Regions from separate parts of the Mus musculus genome. Here all the other regions are linked to region 5. A link is a contact called in public HiCAR-type and promoter capture Hi-C data. All regions are on one chromosome and are shown on one strand. Each heading gives the region's core, a stretch centred on a gene start, on an enhancer-like site or on the middle of the called end of the contact. The rest is flanking DNA. Distances are from core to core; before and after follow the strand shown. Region 1 overlaps Wdr25 (WD repeat domain 25). Region 2 holds the start of Dlk1 (delta like non-canonical Notch ligand 1). Region 3 holds the start of Begain (brain-enriched guanylate kinase-associated). Region 4 holds the start of 5033406O09Rik (RIKEN cDNA 5033406O09 gene). Region 5 holds the start of 4921507G05Rik (RIKEN cDNA 4921507G05 gene). Region 6 holds the start of Ppp1r13b (protein phosphatase 1, regulatory subunit 13B).

The links. Promoter capture Hi-C pulls out the DNA fragments that hold promoters and counts their contacts. HiCAR-type assays count read pairs that join an accessible place to other places.
Region 1: a contact with region 5 is called in a promoter capture Hi-C map of hippocampal neurons, with 7 times the contacts expected there. The contact joins the enhancer-like site here to the promoter of 4921507G05Rik in region 5. A contact is called at or near these places in 5 of 39 promoter capture datasets (the 3T3-L1 cell line, the C10 cell line, cranial neural crest and 2 more), 1 of 484 Hi-C or Micro-C datasets (the G1E-ER4 cell line) and 1 of 115 datasets of contacts at active chromatin or transcription factors (astrocytes).
Region 2: a HiCAR-type map of astrocytes shows a contact between it and region 5, with 4 times the contacts expected there. The contact joins the promoter of Dlk1 here to the promoter of 4921507G05Rik in region 5. A contact is called at or near these places in 2 of 39 promoter capture datasets (hippocampal neurons and pre-B cells) and 1 of 115 datasets of contacts at active chromatin or transcription factors (astrocytes).
Region 3: a promoter capture Hi-C map of pre-B cells shows a contact between it and region 5, with 7 times the contacts expected there. The contact joins the promoter of Begain here to the promoter of 4921507G05Rik in region 5. A contact is called at or near these places in 2 of 39 promoter capture datasets (hippocampal neurons and pre-B cells) and 1 of 115 datasets of contacts at active chromatin or transcription factors (large pre-B cells).
Region 4: a contact with region 5 is called in a promoter capture Hi-C map of pre-B cells, with 4 times the contacts expected there. The contact joins the promoter of 5033406O09Rik here to the promoter of 4921507G05Rik in region 5. A contact is called at or near these places in 2 of 39 promoter capture datasets (liver and pre-B cells).
Region 6: a contact with region 5 is called in a promoter capture Hi-C map of pre-B cells, with 5 times the contacts expected there. The contact joins the promoter of Ppp1r13b here to the promoter of 4921507G05Rik in region 5. A contact is called at or near these places in 2 of 39 promoter capture datasets (liver and pre-B cells).

The regions. Positions count from the first base shown.
Region 1 is chr12:108,912,836-108,915,740 of GRCm38.p6, forward strand. The region is part of intron 2 of Wdr25 (WD repeat domain 25); the gene reads left to right. Among named protein-coding and RNA genes, the nearest start is that of Wdr25, 20 kb to the left of the region's middle. Within about 2 kb of position 1,451, at least 79 of the 459 cell types and tissues checked have an H3K27ac peak or open chromatin away from gene starts, as enhancers often do. A contact at or near this core is called in astrocytes and hippocampal neurons, where this site is marked.
Region 2 is chr12:109,452,014-109,455,328 of GRCm38.p6, forward strand. Dlk1 (delta like non-canonical Notch ligand 1) reads left to right here and starts at 1,442. Exons shown (of 5, transcript NM_010052.5): 1 at 1,442-1,713; 2 at 2,972-3,035. The coding sequence starts at 1,647.
Region 3 is chr12:109,066,830-109,069,794 of GRCm38.p6, forward strand. It overlaps Begain (brain-enriched guanylate kinase-associated), which reads right to left and starts at 1,388. Exons shown (of 7, transcript NM_001163175.1): 1 at 1,297-1,388. The coding sequence starts at 1,338.
Region 4 is chr12:111,943,090-111,945,949 of GRCm38.p6, forward strand. 5033406O09Rik (RIKEN cDNA 5033406O09 gene) reads right to left here and starts at 1,393. Exons shown (of 3, transcript NR_029464.2): 1 at 1,068-1,393; 2 at 796-977; 3 at 1-122.
Region 5 is chr12:110,839,585-110,842,632 of GRCm38.p6, forward strand. 4921507G05Rik (RIKEN cDNA 4921507G05 gene) reads left to right here and starts at 1,445. Exons shown (of 2, transcript NR_152102.1): 1 at 1,445-1,701; 2 at 2,825-3,048. It overlaps Mok (MOK protein kinase), which reads right to left and starts at 1,355. Exons shown (of 12, transcript NM_011973.2): 1 at 1,162-1,355. The coding sequence starts at 1,168.
Region 6 is chr12:111,906,445-111,909,729 of GRCm38.p6, forward strand. It overlaps Ppp1r13b (protein phosphatase 1, regulatory subunit 13B), which reads right to left and starts at 1,611. Exons shown (of 17, transcript NM_011625.1): 1 at 1,418-1,611. The coding sequence starts at 1,426.

The sequences.
Region 1 (2,905 bases), core at 201-2,700, 1.9 Mb before region 5:
CTCTAAGATGACTGACAGGCCTGTGATGGTCACCCCGTAATGACAGTTGGCATTGGCAACCTCCTTCTGTCCATTTGACAGGTGAGAAAACCAAGGACCAGAGATGGGTTCTGAGGGACATGGAAGCACAGAGCTGGCTTCTGAACTCAGCCTTTCCTGTTTCTATTCTGGGTGTTCTAGACACCTCCCTTTTTAAAGTGGCAGAGGACAGTCATGTGGCTTTGCTAAAGACCTTCCTCTTTTGGGACTTTGCTGAGCTTGTCCGACATGGATGGGCCCACTATAGGTCCCACCATCAAAGGACTCTGCTCTTTTTTCATGTAGTGCTAGTCCTGGAGGAGTATAGGACACATAGTCAGTGCTAAGAAGACATTTGTGAATGAGCCCTTTGAGCCGCAGGGTCTGGGAGACCTCCCAGAGGTCTCAATTACACTTCTGTCCCTGGGCCCACCCTGCCCTCCAGTGCATGCAGGAAGCATCTCTGTGGAGAGTGATGTGTTAACTGGGTCCAGGCTTGTTCAAGGGCCTTCGAATCTGCTGGGAGCTAAATCAAGACGATGATTGTGCCACATCTGTTGAGATGTTTGTATTCACGCTCTCAGGTAATAGTCTTGGGCCGCTGCTTGCAGCTTGTGTGTTTATTTATTACTTATTTATAAATCATAAATCCAGAAAGGATTTGAGGAAGCTTACAATGAAAGACACGAACACAGTAAAGCTGTTAAAACAAAACACAACATTAGAGCCATCTGAAAAAAGAGGGAGCATGGTGAGCAGGGGCAGGGGCCTCTAGCTGCCTGGCTTTGTAAGTCCCTGCTCTGTGGGAGGCACAGGGGGGATGCAGGTCCTGCCATGTGAGGTAGCCAGCATGAGTGGCTCCACATGGGGGCCAGGGCCCAGAGGACAGAATGTGAGTCTCTTCCAGGAGTGGTGAGCTCTTGGAGTCAGCCTGAGGAGGGGCTGTGGAGGTCCCTGGCCACATGGCCTGGATTGTTCTTTTTTCTGTGCCTCAGTTTCTTTCTAGTACATGGTGTTAATGAGAGTCAGTTCAGGGAACTGCCAGAGGTTTGGCCTTTGGAAAGGTTTGCTGTTAATCTGACTTAAAATTCTTGTGGTCACTGTTGTACCGGGCTAATGGCTCCGGTCCTTCCCTTAGGCCCCCAAGTGCAGAGAAAGGCGATGGTGCCATGGGGTCTCTGTGTGTGCCCTTGGCTCTGTCACACTGAAGCCACCCAGAATGACTTGTTTCTTGTTGGTTAAAAACACTTACAGCACTTGGAGCAATGGGAACATACTTTTTAATTATTTCCCGGCATGTCTACAGCAATGCTGTTGTCAAGGAAACCAAAGCCTCTGAAAAGCTTTTCAACTTCCCTGTCAAAAGAGGACTCTTGTGCCACACTCATGTCTGTGGGAATGGACCTGTCCTTCTGTAGCAACATCTGTTTCTTCTGGAGGGTTGTTTCCTTTCCTCTAACACATAGAGTCTTCCTGACCTGTTCCCGGGAGTGGCAGGATAGGAAGAACTGCTTGCATTCCTAACACAGTATTTCATTCATCCTGCATCTGTTGCAAGAGTTGGGTGCTGGGACAGAGTGAGATCAGAGACGAATGCCTGGACTAGTCTTCCCTGTGAGGAAGCAGCACAGGGGGTCAGAGCGGGCAGGGAATGGTGGGGCAGGATCATGACTGTGCTGTAGGGTGGAGGATAAGATGCTTTGGGCTGTTGGGGCACTGAGGAGGTGTGATAGATGCACAGCAAGGCCGTGGCAGACCATCCCAAGCACACTGCAAAGACCTAGCAATGTGGCAGAGTGTGCTGCCCCCAGTAACCTAAGGCAATCCAAGGATGCTGGCTGGCTGGGTACCTGAGGCCCAGAGGGACCTGTGCAGCCCTGCTGAGGAGTAGGGAGGGCAAAGAGATTTCAGCACAGTCTTCCAAGTGTGTGTGCTTTCTGTGGTCTGAGCTGCAGCTCCTTGATGTGTGGAGGCATGTCACTGCTGTGTTCCAGCTCCAGAGGAAAGGGCGCTGCCAGCTCGCTCAGGGCTTAATAACTCACTCTGGCTGTGGGAGTGTGGCTCTGCTGTAATGCTGCAGCCTGCACGCCAATAAAACTTTATGGCGGTTAAGCCTGTCAGGGGTGCTGGTTTATACGAAAGAGATGAATCACTGTGAGAAAAACGGGACTCTTAGTTTCTAACGGCCCTTCTTATTCTTCTTGTAAAACTTTAAAAAATAACCCTAGATGTATAAAGCAGCACGCAGTGAGTGCCTGGTCCTTCCCCACGTTCCTCACACTGACCTCCCTCTCACACAGCTAAGAAGTTAACATCAGGCAACTCTACCACACTCAGCTAACTCTGCAGTGCACTTGCCTGCCTTTTACTTAATTTCCTGTTAACGCCCCTTTCCTGTCCCAGGGACCAGTTCAGGGCACCATGCTCCATTTAGATGGCTCTTAGAACTCGGCAGGTGATGTGTTTTGGGGTATCCGAAGAATAGGCTGGAGCTGACCACCTACTCTGAGTTTCCTGTGCTGCTCCAGCCCCACCTGGCCTACACCAGGGACAAATGTGAGGATGCCTAGCTGAGTGTAAACTCCAAGCTTTCAAGGCTGCTGCTTCGTGAGCTCGTGAGCAGGAGAGGGCCTGCTCCACAGGGAGGCCAACAGAGTTCATGTGCCAAGTGCCTTGTGCTCAAGGGTGCTGCCTCCCACTGCATGTTCCTGCTCTTCCTCCTCTTCCTCCTCCTCCTCCTCTTCCTCTTCTTCCTCCTCCTCTTCCTCTCCTTCCTCCTCCTCCTCCTCCTTTTCTTCTTCCTCTTCCTCTTCCTCCTCTTCCTCTTCCTCCTCCTCCTCTACCTCTTCCTCCTCTTCGCCCCCTCCCTCTCCTCCTCCTTTTTCCA
Region 2 (3,315 bases), core at 192-2,691, 1.4 Mb before region 5:
CCATTTACCAAAGGAGCTATGTCAATGACTTTATTTACATTTTATTTAAGGGGGTTCTGTGGGGATCAAAGAGCAACTGCAGGAGTCAAGGATCAAACTCAAGTTTGGCTGCAAGCACCTTTACCCAGTGAGCCACCTCCCTGGCCCAATAAATGTATCACTTCACTCAGCTCCTCCTCCTTTGGAGCCTCAGAATGGGGCATGGGGGGCGTCTCAGCTGAGTAAAAGGCACTGAGCCCTTGCTGGGGGGTCTTGCAGGAAAAAGGAATTGCCCCAGGGACACTGGCAGAATCAATACCCACACACACACACACACACACACACACACACACACACTCCCATCCCATCCTCTAAGCCATCCCTGGTTGAAAGCCACTAAGTGAGGGTGTGTGTGTGTGTGTGTGTGTGTGTGTGTGTGCCTGTCTGTCTGTCTGTCTGTCTGTCTGCATTTGACGGTGAACATATTGGTGAACTGTCGACATGTGTCACGGTGAACAAAGATGGATTTGGATTATGTGTGCTTTGGTGTAATTTGTGTGTTTGTTGGGTGATTCCACAAATCTGAGACAGATTTGGGGTCTGGGCATACGTGTTGCTGCGAGGTGTGTACATGTTGGAAAGAATCAGTGCTTTTATGTTTCAGAATGATAAGGCCCAGACTGTGACTGTGGTACCTGCGAGAGGAGGGGGTGGGGGGGGGGGGTGACGCATGATGTCGTCGGTGTTTACCAGTGGTCTCCTGTGTTTACAGGCGGGCTGCGTGGAGGGGCAGCATAGGCAGGAGGACTCTCAGTCTTTTCATAGCTGGCGCTTCCCCTGCTTGGAGCAGATCAGTGTTCCTGCTGCCCTGGTCTGTGACCTGTGCCCCAGGGACAGGCAGTAAGGTTTGCCTGTGCCGAAAGGTGTGTTTGGGTTGGGGGTCCGTGGGGCAAGTGCATCTGCACCTTCCCCAAACTCCACAATGGCAAGGCTCGTCGGAGGGCTTCGGCTTTTCGTGGTGGTTTTCGTGTGTGCATCTGTGATCATGTGCATCTTCCACATCTTCGTGGTGTGCGTTTGGGTCCTCCTGGGCTTCTGACCCGCGCCATGTGTGCGCGGGACTCCAGCCCTAAGTGTCTTACTGTGTCTGTGAGCGTTTTTGTATTCTGAGTGCGTGCAAGGGCTTTCGCCCGCCTGGCTTGGTTCCTGAGACTTGCGCTAAGCGGGCCTGTGTGAGCGCCGCCGCCTCCGCCTCCAGCCGCGTGCTGTCCTGTGTGCGGACCGCGTGCCCATCGTGCGCAGGTACCCGTCTAGCCAAAGAGTGCGGCCGCGTGCTCGAGCCGCTTCCGGGCGCCGCGGCGCTGGGGGGCGGCCCCGCCAGGGGGTGGGTCACCGGGACTGGCCGGCGCCTGCCCCGTGCGCGCGAGGCGTGGGCGTGGGCGGGGGCCGCGGGGGGGGGGACGACAGTACGAAAAGGCGGCGCGCGGGCCGCAGCGGCAGCTCCTCGGCAGCCGCACTTAGCAGCGTGCGCCCCGGTGCAACCCTGGCTTTCTTCCCGCTGGACGCCCGTGCCCCCTTCGTGGTCCGCAACCAGAAGCCCAGCGCAGCCCCCGGAGCAGCCCCTGCACCGCCTCCGCTCCCCGGACCGCGACCCAGGCCGCCCCGAGATGATCGCGACCGGAGCCCTCCTGCGCGTCCTCTTGCTCCTGCTGGCTTTCGGCCACAGCACCTATGGTGAGCCCCCCCTGGCGGTTTGGCTTGCGCCCCCTCTGGGGAAGCCTGCGATGCCCCGCCGACCACCCCACCGACCACCCCATTCTCCCTGTCCCATGCGCCCCAAGTCCCGCCCGTCCCGCCTAACCCTAAGCCCTGCACTGTGCCCGCCTCATCCGCCCTGCACCACTCTTGCTTGTTGAGCCCAATCCCGGGGTCCCAGGGTTTGTGGGAGGTGGAGGGTCCCAGCCCCTTCTAGCCCGGCAGAAGTGGCGTTCAAGAGGGGTGTCGTTGCTCGGATTGAGGAGGTATGAAAAAAAAAAAAAAGAGACTGCGTTGGGAGGTATCCTATTTAAGGAAAAAAAACGTTCTAAGGTGCAACTTTGGGGGTGTCTGTCACGGCTTATGTGCTTAGGAATAGGTCTTGGGGGCTTTGGGGGGGTGACTTTGCAGTCGTAGTCCCTAATTTCCAACAGGAGCACAGCTGGAGCCCCTCTTGCGTGGCGTGTTTCTCTAGGTGAGGGGCTGCGACACTTCTGTCTGCAGAGGCCATCTGTCTTTGGTAGGAGAGAGTTGGCCCCTTCCCGCAGCGACCCCAGCCCTCAATGCGCCAATAGTTGTGAGTGGGGGGTCGGAGGCTGTCTGGGAAGGCCGAAAACTGGTTGAGTAAATGCATACAGTAGGTGTCTATTAAAGTGTCAGACTCCCTTAAGAGCGTCGGAATCTCAGAGGCCCTGCAGAGCTATTGCGCAGTTCTTTTAATGTGACCAGTGTGGGGTAGGAGAAACGTGGGAGGTAGGATTTGGTTGCCTGGTTTAACTAGGGTTAATCTTGGGGTAAAATCTAGCCTTTCACCTGTGGGCTAGGCAGGTGGGCTTGTCTGGGCTTTCCCAGAGACCTCGAAATCTTCCCTTTAGCTCACTTTGCAAATGGGAGGCTAGACAGAATGACCAGGGGTCAAAGGCTACCTCTTCATTGTCCCTCATTCCTACTTTTAGGGGCCTAGGGGCTCTTATTTTCTTTGGGGAGAAAGGTGTCTGCTTTGCACTTGGAGAATCAGGGGTGTGCTGTGCTTAGCCCATGGCTAGGGGCAGGCACAATTGTTTTTCTGGGTAGGTATTCACAGATGAGAAATGCCTACTGTGTGCCAGGTTGGTAGGACCCAAGAGGGTCTTTGGACTCCCTGTTTAGGGTCCCCAGGCCATTTGAGAGAAAATGGACTCTGTAGTGTCCTTTAGGCCTTGTGGGGTGAATTGTGTACCTTTTTTCTCTTCCTCAGGGGCTGAATGCGACCCACCCTGTGACCCCCAGTATGGATTCTGCGAGGCTGACAATGTCTGCAGGTAATGGAGGAAACTGTTTGGGGGGCCATGGTGGGGTCTGTGGAGCCTTGGAGCCAGGCTGAAAGGGAGGGGGGTGCTTTGCCAAATAAAAACTGCGTCACAGCTTTCTTGCTTCTGCAGAAAACTGGTGGGGGGGGGGAGGGAGAGAAGGAGGGGTACAGGAGAGAGGGGGATCAGAAGAGTGTCTTGCAGGGGCGGGGAGGCCACTGTAGATCACTGTACCAACTGTGGTTCTTGTGGGGGTCTGGAAGACCCTTGTGTTTCTGCCCTTCAGCACCTT
Region 3 (2,965 bases), core at 138-2,637, 1.8 Mb before region 5:
CCTTGTCCGGACTGCTTCACACTGAATTCTGCTCTTGGCCTATGTGGGTCCCTCACCTGACCTCCAGCCTATGAGAAGTTCTTACAGGCCATGGCCCCAGGCATCCCTGACTTCCCACTTCACTACTCAGGAGCCAGCACACAGAGCAGGCCACAGGAATGAACACATGTGAGACAGGAACTTGGGAGGGTCCTTGGTGCTGCTCAGGAGCCCCTCGCCCTGCGCCTGCATCTGCCACTGTGCTTGCTTTCCAGAGCCGCCCTGATTATAGTGAGCTGTGGGAAAATTAAGGGTTTGCAGGAGGCTGCCAGGCCCTGCTGCTGCCTCCCCGCCCTGCTTGTCACAGATGCCAGGCAGAGCCGTCCCCAAAGGCCACTTGCCCTACTGGGCTGCCCAGACACAGCACAGAAAAGGGGCTTCCTCCTAGAGACCTTCTCATAGCCTAGACTTGAGAGTAGCAAAGACCACTTACTCCTGGACAGTGGGGGAACTGAGGCCCAGAGAACCTAAGAGAGCATCCCATGGCCTCCAGGGGCCCAGGGTATTGGGACCTCAGGATAAGGGAATCCAGAAAGATGATGTCCCCCACATGTGCCCAGGGACTGCACTGGTGGACCAACCCTGGGCATCAGGGTTGCACACCTGCATGGCTCCTGTCTGTCTCTTGCAGCCAGCCCTTGCTCCAGGGGACCTTCCCAGCTCCCATCCTGCTCCCTCAGGAGATTCCGAGATGTCGCCCACGCAGCTCTTGCCCCAAAGGAACCTTGTTCTGATGGGGTGGGCACACACGAGGAATGAAACACCTCTAAACCAGGCAGGAAACGGAAATGCTAGGGGCAGAAATTCCCAGCCAACGTGCAGGGGCTCTGTGAGCAGGTCAGCGCCTGCAGAGTGGCCCTGCCTGCCCAGCCTCAGTTTCCTCGCCTGTCCATGGGGAGGACTGCTGGCGGCCTGCTAGGGCGGCCGGAGATGAAGGTGCCCGAGGCATGCGCGGGCCCACGCGCGGCCCACGCTCGGGAAGCGGTCCCTGGCCAGTCTCCTTCCGGCTCTGCGGCCTCTCCAGGGCCGCCCCCCGAACGGGGTGGGCTCAGCCGGGCCCCCTACACCCGCCTTCCGCAAGTCCTCAGGCCGCACGCGCAAAGCAGCCGCGGAGGCCCGGCCGCCCCGCCCCGCGCGAGGGCCCCGGGCCCCGGCGCCACCCAGGGCCGCCGCGGGCGCGCGCAGGGACCGCCCCAGCGTGGTGCCCGCCGCCCAGCCCCGCCCCGCGCCCTGCCAGCCCGGCTCTCGGGTACTCACCGCCCGGCGAAGCCGGCCCGGCCGCCGGCCACCCGTCCACATGGCCCCGGCTCTGCGCGCCCGAGCCCGCGGCCGGGGCTCCCCAGCGCCCCGCTTCCCGCAGGGAGCGCCCGCCCCCCGCCCCCGGCCCGGCTCCCCGCCAGCCCCGGCCCCGCGCAGCCGCGGCTGCTCCGGCGCTTCCCCGCGCCGCGCCGGGCAGGGCGCACGTGGTGGGCGCGGGGCGCACAGGGCGCGGAATGGCGGCGCGCGGGGTGAATGAGTCCCGCGCGCATGAATGGCGGCGGGCATGAATGGAGGAGTGTGGGGTGCAACGCCTTGTGTCCCGGGCCCTGCTTGGGGGTGGGGTACCAGCATTTAGTAGGTACCTGCTGTGTACCGGCCACTCAGGTCCCCAGGGACTGACTTGGCAGTGAGAGACAGGTCCCTGCCCTCAGGGACCTTGCAGTTTACAGACAGGACAGTGACTTCCAAGGGTGTAGTCCACTGCTCTGCCCTTCAAGTTCTGGCCGATGCCTAGCCCCCATACCTGTCATGGGTTCCTTAAACTGCAGCAGCCCCCCTATATACTTCCAAGACTGGCCTGTAAATCTCTGTCTGGGAGCTCCATAATAGTGGAGGGGCTCCTTCTTTCCAAGAAGTAATCCAAAAGGAATCATGACTTCAGGAGGGCAACTGTGACTGTGGTAGAGCATCCCTCTCTGGCCCCAGTAGCGCTCAGGACTTGTCAGGTTATTCTGGCCCTGGGTGAGACACTGGCATAGTGGTGCTGATAGTCCCAACCAAACTGGAGCACGTATGGAAGCTAACTAGCATAAGTCCCGAGAAACCAGGGTCCCCCTTCTGCCCCGGGAGCATCTTTCCAGTCTAGTAGAGTCAATCACATGGGGCCAGGAAGGATCTGGGGTGGGGGAAAAAGACAGCAGAGCCTACCTTTGGCTTCTCTCAGGGCCTGTGGGCTGAACGGTTGAGTGTTAATGGTTTCCGAGGGAGATAAGGGGATACTAGCAGCGACTACAGCACGTATGTTGACATTGTACTGTGGTAAACATACATGTCAAGAGTTAGCATTTTAATCACCTTTAAGTGTACGGTCCAGGGGCAGCGAGGACATCCATGCTGTCACGGGGCTGTCACCACCATCCACCCCTCGGCCTTATGTGCTGTGTACATTGCAGCTTCTCTCTCCTTTAATTAGGGGAGTAGCTGGTGCACTCAGGCACTGTGACAGCACAGGAAAAGTGTGCTGACAGCGAAGGAAGAGAGAGAGGCAATAAAAGTGAGTCTCCAGGAGGAACAGGCAGACACGGGGGTGGGGGTGGGGTAGAAGTTAGGAGTGTCCCTTATCTTCCCCAGGGACATTACTCTGTAATAGGTGTGGAAGGGGAGGGTTCAGTGAGCCTCAGGATGCTCCTCCTAACTCTAGGAGTATGGACCACAACTGAGGCAGGTACAAGAAGGCAGCCCTGGCCCACGGTGGCCAGCTTATGCTAACTTCTGACTCACTGTGGATGTGTCTCTTGCTCTGGGGATCTGAGTTAACCCATGCTGAAGTTAGAGGTAGCATGGGCCACCAATCCTGATCACTGCGGTCCTCCTGACAGAGATGGAACAGTCCTTAAAGTCCTACTTTCCCCCATACAGGCCTCCAAAGGCCTGAAGGGAAAAACAG
Region 4 (2,860 bases), core at 143-2,642, 1.1 Mb after region 5:
AAGGAATCACACACGCGGGCTCTGTTCTGAGAAAGGGACAGGTTTAGATGAGAAACAAGAGCACTGCGCTGCTGCCTCTGGCATCTCGGAAAAACTCCAGGCTTCATGACAACAGCTTGTACCTAGAACCGAAAAAGAAGCCAGAAGCGTGCATGAGCAACAGGAATTCCAGTCAGTCTGAGCAGCTCTGGACTCCCCACCACAGGAGGCTGGGCCTGCACATTCCTGTAGCCATCTTCATCACTGCTGAGCCCCCTTCCCTCTGCTCTGGGCCGCATGGACCGTCCAGACTGGGCACCATGGCGATTCATGAGGATGGCCAGCCGTCTGTCCATCCCAGACTAAAGGCCCAAAACTGGCCCTGCAAGGCAGACCTGGGTTTTGAGAGCCTGAGCCCTCTGGCTGTGCCTCCTAAGCCCCTCTGTCCCTGTAGGGCCTGCCTTGTGGAAGCACAAAGAATTAGCTTTCGAAGCAGCAGGTCAGGAAAAGCAGGGTCTAACTGATATTCTAATTAGGGCGGCTTGAGCCTCCTCCACCCCATGACAGTGCGAGCTCGGCCTGCTGGGGACAGAGAGCGCAATGACAGCTCTGGTCTCCTCCTGCCTGATTTTGCTGGAGGCATCTTTCCTCCCTTCTGTTCATCAATTGTTTCTTTTTGGCCAGCATGGTGGGGGATGGGGCTCATGGACACTGTGGCTACGGTGGCACCTGTGTTCTCTCCCCAAGCCTAAGCCATATTGCCCTCCTGCTCCAACAGAGACCCAGCTTTCCTTCCTCTGGCCTTGGCCTGCCTACCTGGAAAGGCACTGGGTTGGCTTCCATTCAGGCTGATTCCTCATTAAACAGACACGCCCCTTGAAAGTTCCGTTTTCCTGGTCACTCATTAGGAAACCCAGTTCCTGGCCTACCTTCACGAGAGAATGGGGAGCCGAGCTGTGCAGACTGTGGAGGCCCCACTCTGCAGAAAGAAGGTCTCCCTAGGAGACAGCAACAGATGCCACAGACTGGCCCTGGCCATGCTCATCCCGCTTTCAGGGACCCACGAGTCCCTCCTCCCCCAGCCCTACCTAGATGAGGATACAGGAGAGCCAGGCTCAGTGATGACTCCGGGAGCAGAAGGAAGTCCTGAGTCACCCTGGCCGGGAGCAGGAAGTGGTTATCACCAGAACCAGCACTCCCAAAGCCCAGGAAGCCAGAGTGTGACGTCACAGCGGTGATGTCACCAGCCAGCAGGGATAGGAAGCATCTGCCAGGTCCCCAGCAGCCAGCCCTGTGCTTCTCCGTTCATCCTCTGTCCCTCTGTCCACCATGCGTGCTGCGGTCTACCCTGAGCACCGTGGCTGGCTGGGAATAGCTGAGTGAGGGCCTTGTCTAGTCTAGTAGGACACAGTGTGTGGTTCAGAGCTGGCAGGCGGGGCCTGGGCGGCTAGGGGGCGGGGCCGTGCCTGGGACCGCCCTCAGGAAAGGCCTCACTGAGCAGTTGGTGGTGTCTGCTTTGGGGCTTTGTGGGGTTCTGGGCCAGTTAAAACTTCCCTTCCTGGTGGAGGCAGTTTCACACAGCCTCCGTGTGGATGGACTCTGGCTATTTACAGGGCTGTAGGAAGAGGCTGAGTCACCAGGTAGCCTCCCTGGAGGCCCATGAGACTGGTCACCAAGGTCACAACCCTTGTGAGGCTGGTAGCCTGGAGCCTCTGGACCCTGACCCGAATGGGAGTTCAACTCTGCCCTGATAAGATATCATCTGCAGCCCGCTGGGCTTGGGGACTGTCACTTTATTGGTTTTGAAGTGCCTTGTTATTTTTTTGGTTATAGAGGTGATGTGGCCGAGTGATAAAGTCCTTTAGGCACCAGTGTGTGTGGGCGATGTTGTTGTTGGTGCCACCTCATGATGGGATGACTTGCCCAATCATAATTTACTAAAATCACAGCTCAACTAAGACCCTGGTAGAGAGAAATGCCATGAACCCCAGTCCTTCCCCACCTGAAGACCATCCACGACACACTTCTGGGGAGCCTCGCTCGGTGTGAACTGTAGGGTAGGTCTGGGTAAGAGCTGGACAAGAGAGCTGCTGACCCAGCCGGCCTGCCCTCCCCCCACCCCACCCCCAGCTGCTGTGACCACCCGGCATGCTGCTTATCTTGTTTCCCCAGATGCTTCCTGTGTGGGATGTAGGGGTGGGAGTGAGGGCCAGGCACTCTTCCAGGTCGCTCTGGAGACCTGATGTATCCCAAAGCTGAATGAACCCTGGGGGGAAGACTCCTGATGGCTTGCACGTGGGCCTTGAGGGAGAGACTGAGGGGGCACTCAGTCCCTGCATACCGTCCTTGGATGGGGTCCTCACCCACTGCGAGGCTGTAGGAGGCTGCCCCTGCCAGAAGTAAAGGCTAAGCCCGCTTCCCGTGCTGTCCTTGATATGCCCCAGCCATGGAAGCAGGTCAGGCCTCGGGGCAGCCCTCATACCAAGCTCCACTAAGTGGCACCCCTAGCTACTCCTCTTCAGCCCAGAGGGCATCCTCCTCTTCCTCCTCACTTCTCTGAACACAGAGGAGCATGCAGGCACAGAGCAGGGTGCAATAGCGACATGTCTGAGAACTCCACGGAAAGGTGCCCGCGGACACTGCCAGGCTTTCACCAGGTCCCCCTCCCTCATATCCCCTGGAACTTGTTTGCTCAACTCTGGTTCTCATCTGGGAACCTGGCTTCCCAAGGAACTTTGAGACCAGAGCCACCTCCATTGTATGTGTGATGGGGTTGGGCGGGAAGGGGGGGTGGGAAAGAATGCCTAACTAGTTACAAACCTTCCACATTCACAAAAGCTTACAGTTCATAATGGAATCTTTTCTGGCCCACAGCCCTGCA
Region 5 (3,048 bases), core at 195-2,694:
TTTTATGATGTGTCTATTTTTTAACTTTTCTTAAATTTTTTTTTGTTTTTGTTTTTCTCCTCTTTAAGTGTGTCTATAGGATCTGTGGTGAGAGAGAGAATACTAGAGAGAAGGGTGTGGAGGGAGAGAGAAGATACCATAGCTGGGGTGAGAGGAACACCTGTAGTAGTGTCTGTGGTGTTTAGCACTGCATATGCCTGAACTTCGAGCTCTTTGGGAATCTCTTATCTCTGCTCCCATCTCACCATAGGCATGCTGGGATTGCAGGTGCATGCTACTGCATCAGATTTTGTTTTTGTTTTTTTTTGTTTTTTTTTTGAGACAGTTTCTGTCTAGTAGGCTTGGCTATCCTGAAATTTGTTATACTGATCAGGCTGGCCTCAAACTCATGGAAATTCAACTGCCTCTGCCTCTAAGTGAGGGGAATGAATGCGCCCGTCACTCCCCTCAAGACCACATTAATCTTCCTTAAAGGGAGTGACACAGTGACACAAGACTGAAGGGTGAATGAGATGACTTATTTTTTAAATGTTATGTCATTTATGGTACATAGAAATTACTGCACTGCAATTAAAATGTAGTGTCAATTTGATATTGTAACTACAGAGAACACAATCTAATCACGGTAAGAGACTACACTTCTGGCTACACTATCACAGGCAATCATAACCGTATATCTATGAAAATCAAACAGCGGTCCCAACAAAACCGACTTGTCTAGTCGCATTTGGACTCCAGGTTACCCACAAACCCGGCACTAAGTCCAGTTTTCCAGTCCTTCTATTTTCTAGAAAGACTGCCTCATCTCCCAACTTCTAAGCAACCGTTTTACATTCCGCTAAAAGGATGCTTTCAGAACCACAACTGTTTAACTCAGAAAGTAAGATAGGCGGCCCAGCGTCCCTCTCGAACGCGGTTTAAGCCGCCGTCCCGCAGGGGCGGGGAGCCACCGTGTGAGCGCTCAGAGCCGACGGCCAATGTCTTGAGATTTCAGATGCGATCCGACAAACGAACGAACGAACGAACGAACGAATGAGCGAGTGAATGAACGAAATGACACAACTCCTCAAACTCCAGCAGAACCCGCTGCCTAGCCCCGGGTACCTGCGGCGCCGCCCCGCAGGCCCCGGGGACCCTCAGCCCTTCTCCGGCCCCACTCACTCTTCATCCTGAACGCGGATGACGCCGTCAGCCCCTGGACGGCCCCGGACCGAAAAGAAAAGAGGAGACTGTGGTACCGGCCTTCTCCCTTCCAGAGGTGGCTTCCGGCTCGAGGACCTTCGCGGTGGTCCCTGGCTGGGGAGCGTTAGGATCCGGCCGCCATATTGTATTCCTGTCGCCTTAGCAACCGCCAGACCCTTAGGAGGGAGGGGCGTTCCGGAGACATGCGTATACGCATGCGCAAAGGAGAGGGTTTAAAAACCGCTGGCCCGTTCACGCATGCGCGGTGCAGCCTGCCGCCTCGGTTCGGTCGCTACGCAACCTCTCGCCGCTTTAAATTTAAGTATAATTTCTTACCTAGTGAGTAGGCGACCTTGGTGGGACTGACTCTTCCCAGCTCTCCCGAGAATGTAACGATGTTGAACCAGACGAGAACAATTTCCTTGAGCTTTAACTGCCTGTAACACTAGTTGGAGCCTGTTCTTGACAACACCTACAGTTGAGCATCAAAGCAGCCTGATAGCTACTGCTGTGTAATTTGTAAGTTTTACTGCTTAATTCAACAAACATTTACTTTGCTAAAAGTAGTGTTGCACGCATTGGAGATATAATGAAAAGCGACCTAGACGAGATCCCTAAATTCTTGTTACTGTAAAGTGAGGTTGAAAAATTCTCACCCCATGCATTTAAATTCAAAAAGAAAAAAAGGGGAAAAAAAAGTCATGTGGGTTGTCTAAAAATAAACTGCATTTAAATTCAATAAAGAAAGAAAGAAAAAGAAAAATCCTTACCCAAGTGGTCGCAGTGAAGACTAAATGAGATGTCCCTGGTGCCCCACCCAATTCCTAGGGGCTTTTGCCTAAGGCTTGACAGGGTCTGTCACACTGCAAGTGCTTAATAAATGTTTGTCCAAAAGCCAGGGGAATCAGCACCTGTCACCTCTGTATCATTCTTATCTGTCTAGGGGCAAGCCTGATTTTAAGCATTGAGGATTCAGGACAAACTTTACCCTTTGACCCAGTTAAACAGGCAGATGGGAGAAGTGTTTTTGCTGACTTGGGCAATAGAAACCATATATCCTGTTGTTGGAGTCCCAAGATGATAAAGAGCTTTGTCAGGGGCACCTCCTGGTGGATCACTGAACCCAGACACCAGCCCATGGCTTCTGACTCCCTGTGTTTCTGTGCCCAGAAGAAGTTGGGCGCAAAGGGTTTCAACGTGTACATATTTTATGGAGGGTGTGTTTCAAACTGGCCCCTGGAACAACTGATGTGTTTTAGCAAATTAGAAGTAACATCTGGGGCTGGCGAGATGACTCAGTGGTTAAGAGCACCAACTGATCTTCCAAAGGTCCTGAGTTCAAACCCCAGCAACCACATGGTGGCTCACAACCATCCATAACGAAATCTGATGCCCTCTTCTGGAGTATCTGAGGACAGCTACAGTGTACTTACTGTAATATAATAAGTAAATAAATACATAATAAATAAACAAATAAATAAATAGAAAAATAGAAGTAACATCTGAAAAGCCCTTCTGTTTGTCTATTTTTCTTTCTTTTTTTTTTTTTGTCTAACAGTTTTCATATGCACACATTGGGAGTGAAACATTTAAATTATTTTCATTTCCCTATTTGTTTTCTGTTTCTCCATCTCACCCCAAGCCCAGAATTCACAAGCAGGACTTCGGTTTCTCTATGGAAAATGTTCTGCCTTCCTGTGACTGTGTGTTCCAGAGCTCTATGTCAAAATTTAAAAATGTGAAGAGGAAGATAAAAGCTAGAACTCAGTGACTGAGCTCGATCACCAGCCGCTGCAGAGGGGAGAGGAAGGACAAGCTTAGAGTCATGGAGCCTTAGTGAAGAAGGCCAGGAGAATCAACTCAGGC
Region 6 (3,285 bases), core at 361-2,860, 1.1 Mb after region 5:
CACCACAATACCTTTTCAACATGGAGCCAGTAAGAAAAGGGAAGAAATAAAGTGTATCTTGTAAAGATTAGAATCTCAAACTGAAACCCCAAAGCTATATTTAAAATGTGGTATGGCATTCTGCTCAACAATTCTGAAAAGCGTCCTGACTGATCTTCATGATGGTACTTCAAATACTGATATGTTCTTATCCCTATTTTAGAGGGAATTCAGTCTCAACTCTGTCAAGGACACAATATGAAGAGGTACCAGAACAATTATTTGACCCCAGCTCTTCTGACGCCCACTTAGTGCTCTTTCCATTACAAGGCAATCGTTTAAAAACATGCTTAGCATTCAACAAGCCTAACACCAAAGGATTTAAGGATCAAGTAGGTTAAATCTTAAAACTCCACCAACACCAGGGGTTGGAATCAGTTCAAAAGGAGGGAGAAGAGATTATCAAGAAACAGGAAATTATTTGAAGGGGTGGTGGTTTGTAAACTAATGAGCTTGGGTGCAGCATAGCAGAACGACAGTATTCAAGTAAAAATGCAGAGACATATTTCCCCTCTGAAACGTGATCTTTCCACGTAGGCTTCAATTTTTTTTTTCTGTGGATCTGGGATATATAAACTCAGTGATAGAAACACTGGCCTAGTCCTGCAAAGCCCAGGTTTGACCCCCAGCACTTCTAAAACAAGCGAACAAAAAAAAAAAAATAGATTGTGTGTTATTTTATTAGTCTGAGATTTTTTTACTCAATAGACACTCTAAAAACAACACGCCCAACTGGGTACAATCTATGTCACGTTTTTTCCCATTAATTACGACGTATACACTTCACAAAAAGCCTATTTAAAAAAGGAGAGAATTCAGCATCCACTGCTGCTTGTACCGCACGCAGGTAAAGGAAAAGGCAAAGAAGGTGGCAACCCCCAAAACGAAGGTCTTCCTGGCCAAAAGCATCCTTAAGAGCAGGACAAAGGCTCGAGTGACACACAACCGGCTCAACCTTAAGGACATAGGGACATCACGCCAGGTGGAGCAAATGTACCCACGGAGAAGCCTCGGCAAGGGGATTCCTAAGATGGCTCTCTGAATCCACGCACGGCATGCGTTCCTCCCAGTGCAGGGGAAACACATATTCCGAGCGTGCGAACACCGCACCCGGGTGCCCTCGCCGAGGAAATCGAGGCACCGGTCGCTGGCCGGGAGGGGCCGTACACGCCGCAGCCCCGCGCAGCCCGCAGCCCTGCGGAGGCCGCTCGCCCTGTCGGCGACCCCGCCCACGCTCGCTCTCTCGCCCGCCCGCTGACAGCCGCCGCCCCCACCTGCCCCTGCGCTCGCTCGCCCTGCACGCCCGCCCGCCGCTTCCTCCCTGCCGGGCCCGCCTCGCGCGGGGGCCGGGGAACGAGGCGCCGCCGCCCGCACCCACCGGCATCATCGCGGCGCCGTCCGCCGCGCCCGCGCCGCCTGACAGGACGCCGCTCCGGCCGCCTCACAGGCCTCGCACCCGCTGCGGCGCCCTGCGGCCCGGCTGCGGCGAGGCGGCAGCTGCGGAGAGCCGCGCAGCCCTCGCTCGTCCTGTCGCGCCGCCCCGCGTGCCGCGTCGCCGTCCCTCAGCCGCCGCCACCGCCTCTGCCGAAGCCGGCCGCCTTCCGCCACCCACTCGGCTCACCCCGCAGGCTGCGGAGGCCCCGCCCCACGCGTCGCTCCCCCACCCGCCTACGCCACCTATGATTGGTCCGGTGGGGGTAGGCGGGATAAGAGGGCGGGGCTTCTCCGCCGCGGCCAGGTGAGAGCGCGCTCGTGCGCGTCTGCGCTCTCGGCGGCGGGGGAGGGGCGCGCTGCGGACGCCGACCCCGCCCCTCCTCCTGCATACCAGCAAAGGGGGCGTTGGGGCGCCCAGGGACCTCCGAACCTTGTGTCTGCGAGACTTCGGCTCAGGGTCACCTCGGACGAATAGGAAGCAAAGGACAGAGAGGAAAGGGCGGCTGGGTCCGGCCCACAGTCGCGACCGGTGGAGACTCGAACCTCTCAGGTCCGAGAGGCCAGTGGCGAGCTGGCCACAGACCAACTCTGACCGTAACATATACCCTAGGTGTCCAGCGCTATGCGAGGCTACAGGCCGGATCCTATCAGGCGGGCACAGGGTGTCCCCGATGTGTCTGCATCAGCCGATTGCATACCGCTCAGTGTCCCGGGCCCCAGAGACCTGGGACTCTGCCCCCGCTTCCACCGCGGGCTGAGCCATTGAAGCCTTCCTGGACAGGACATACAGGCTCTCAGCCTCAGCCCTTCACACGATCCATCCCAAGACCGAAGGACCCATCCCCACCTGTGTCAGTATCCTTGGAGATCCAGCTGGAACGTCCCAGGGCAGAGTCCAATCTGTACCTTCAGGGTCCAGGTCTGTCCTTAGAATGCTGTCTCCTGTGTCATTTTTCCCTCCAACTAGGGAGCCTGAGTGACAGAGGGTAGAGCAGGCCCCAGAGCAGACCCTCAGCAGAGGCTGCCGGGTGGGCAGGCACCCTTTCTGAGTACTCCACATTGTGCCATTTGCCTGAACTCTGACAGATGAGACACAACGGCTGATGAGCTGCACCGGGCTTAAACTTCCATGAGATTCCAGAAACATGAAGACAGCTGGATGACCCCAAACACAGAAAGGGTAGATCACCTTGGGAAGTACCCAACCCCTGGAGAGGGCAGCAGATGTTGATCAGGGGCAGTTTATAGCCTGTCTGGTTCTCTGAGTGGCGGGAGGCTGCTGCTAAGTCGGGGCAGAGAGAGGGAGGAGGCCAGAGTTACACCAGCCCCCTTATGGGCAGCCACACCTGAGCTTAAGAGGCCATGGGGGTTAGTGATTGAGAGCGTGGACTTTCCAGTTGAACAGACTTGGTTCCACACCACTGCTGACACACCCTCGCTGTGTGATCTTCAGCGAGCTCATATCTGTCATAGGATGTGGTAGGATAATAGTACCTCTCTCTCAGGTGTGATGTATGAATACTTCGAGCAGTTTGTGACACGTGCCAGCTGCCCTGTGAATTCTGTAGTTACGTTATCGTTAGCAAGCAGGTTTGGTGTAAAAATGTCCCTAGGGTTTTAAGACTGAATACATGTGGACCATGAATGGTCAGTGACACACCCTTTCTGGGAACAGGATTGAGTGGTTTCAATCAGATGTCAAGAGACCTGGGTCCCAGTTCCAGCTCTGCTTCATTTCCTGCGAGGTCTCAGGCAGCTCATAATGTTTCTCTGAGCCTTGCATTTCCCATCTGAAGCAGAAGCAGGCTTAGA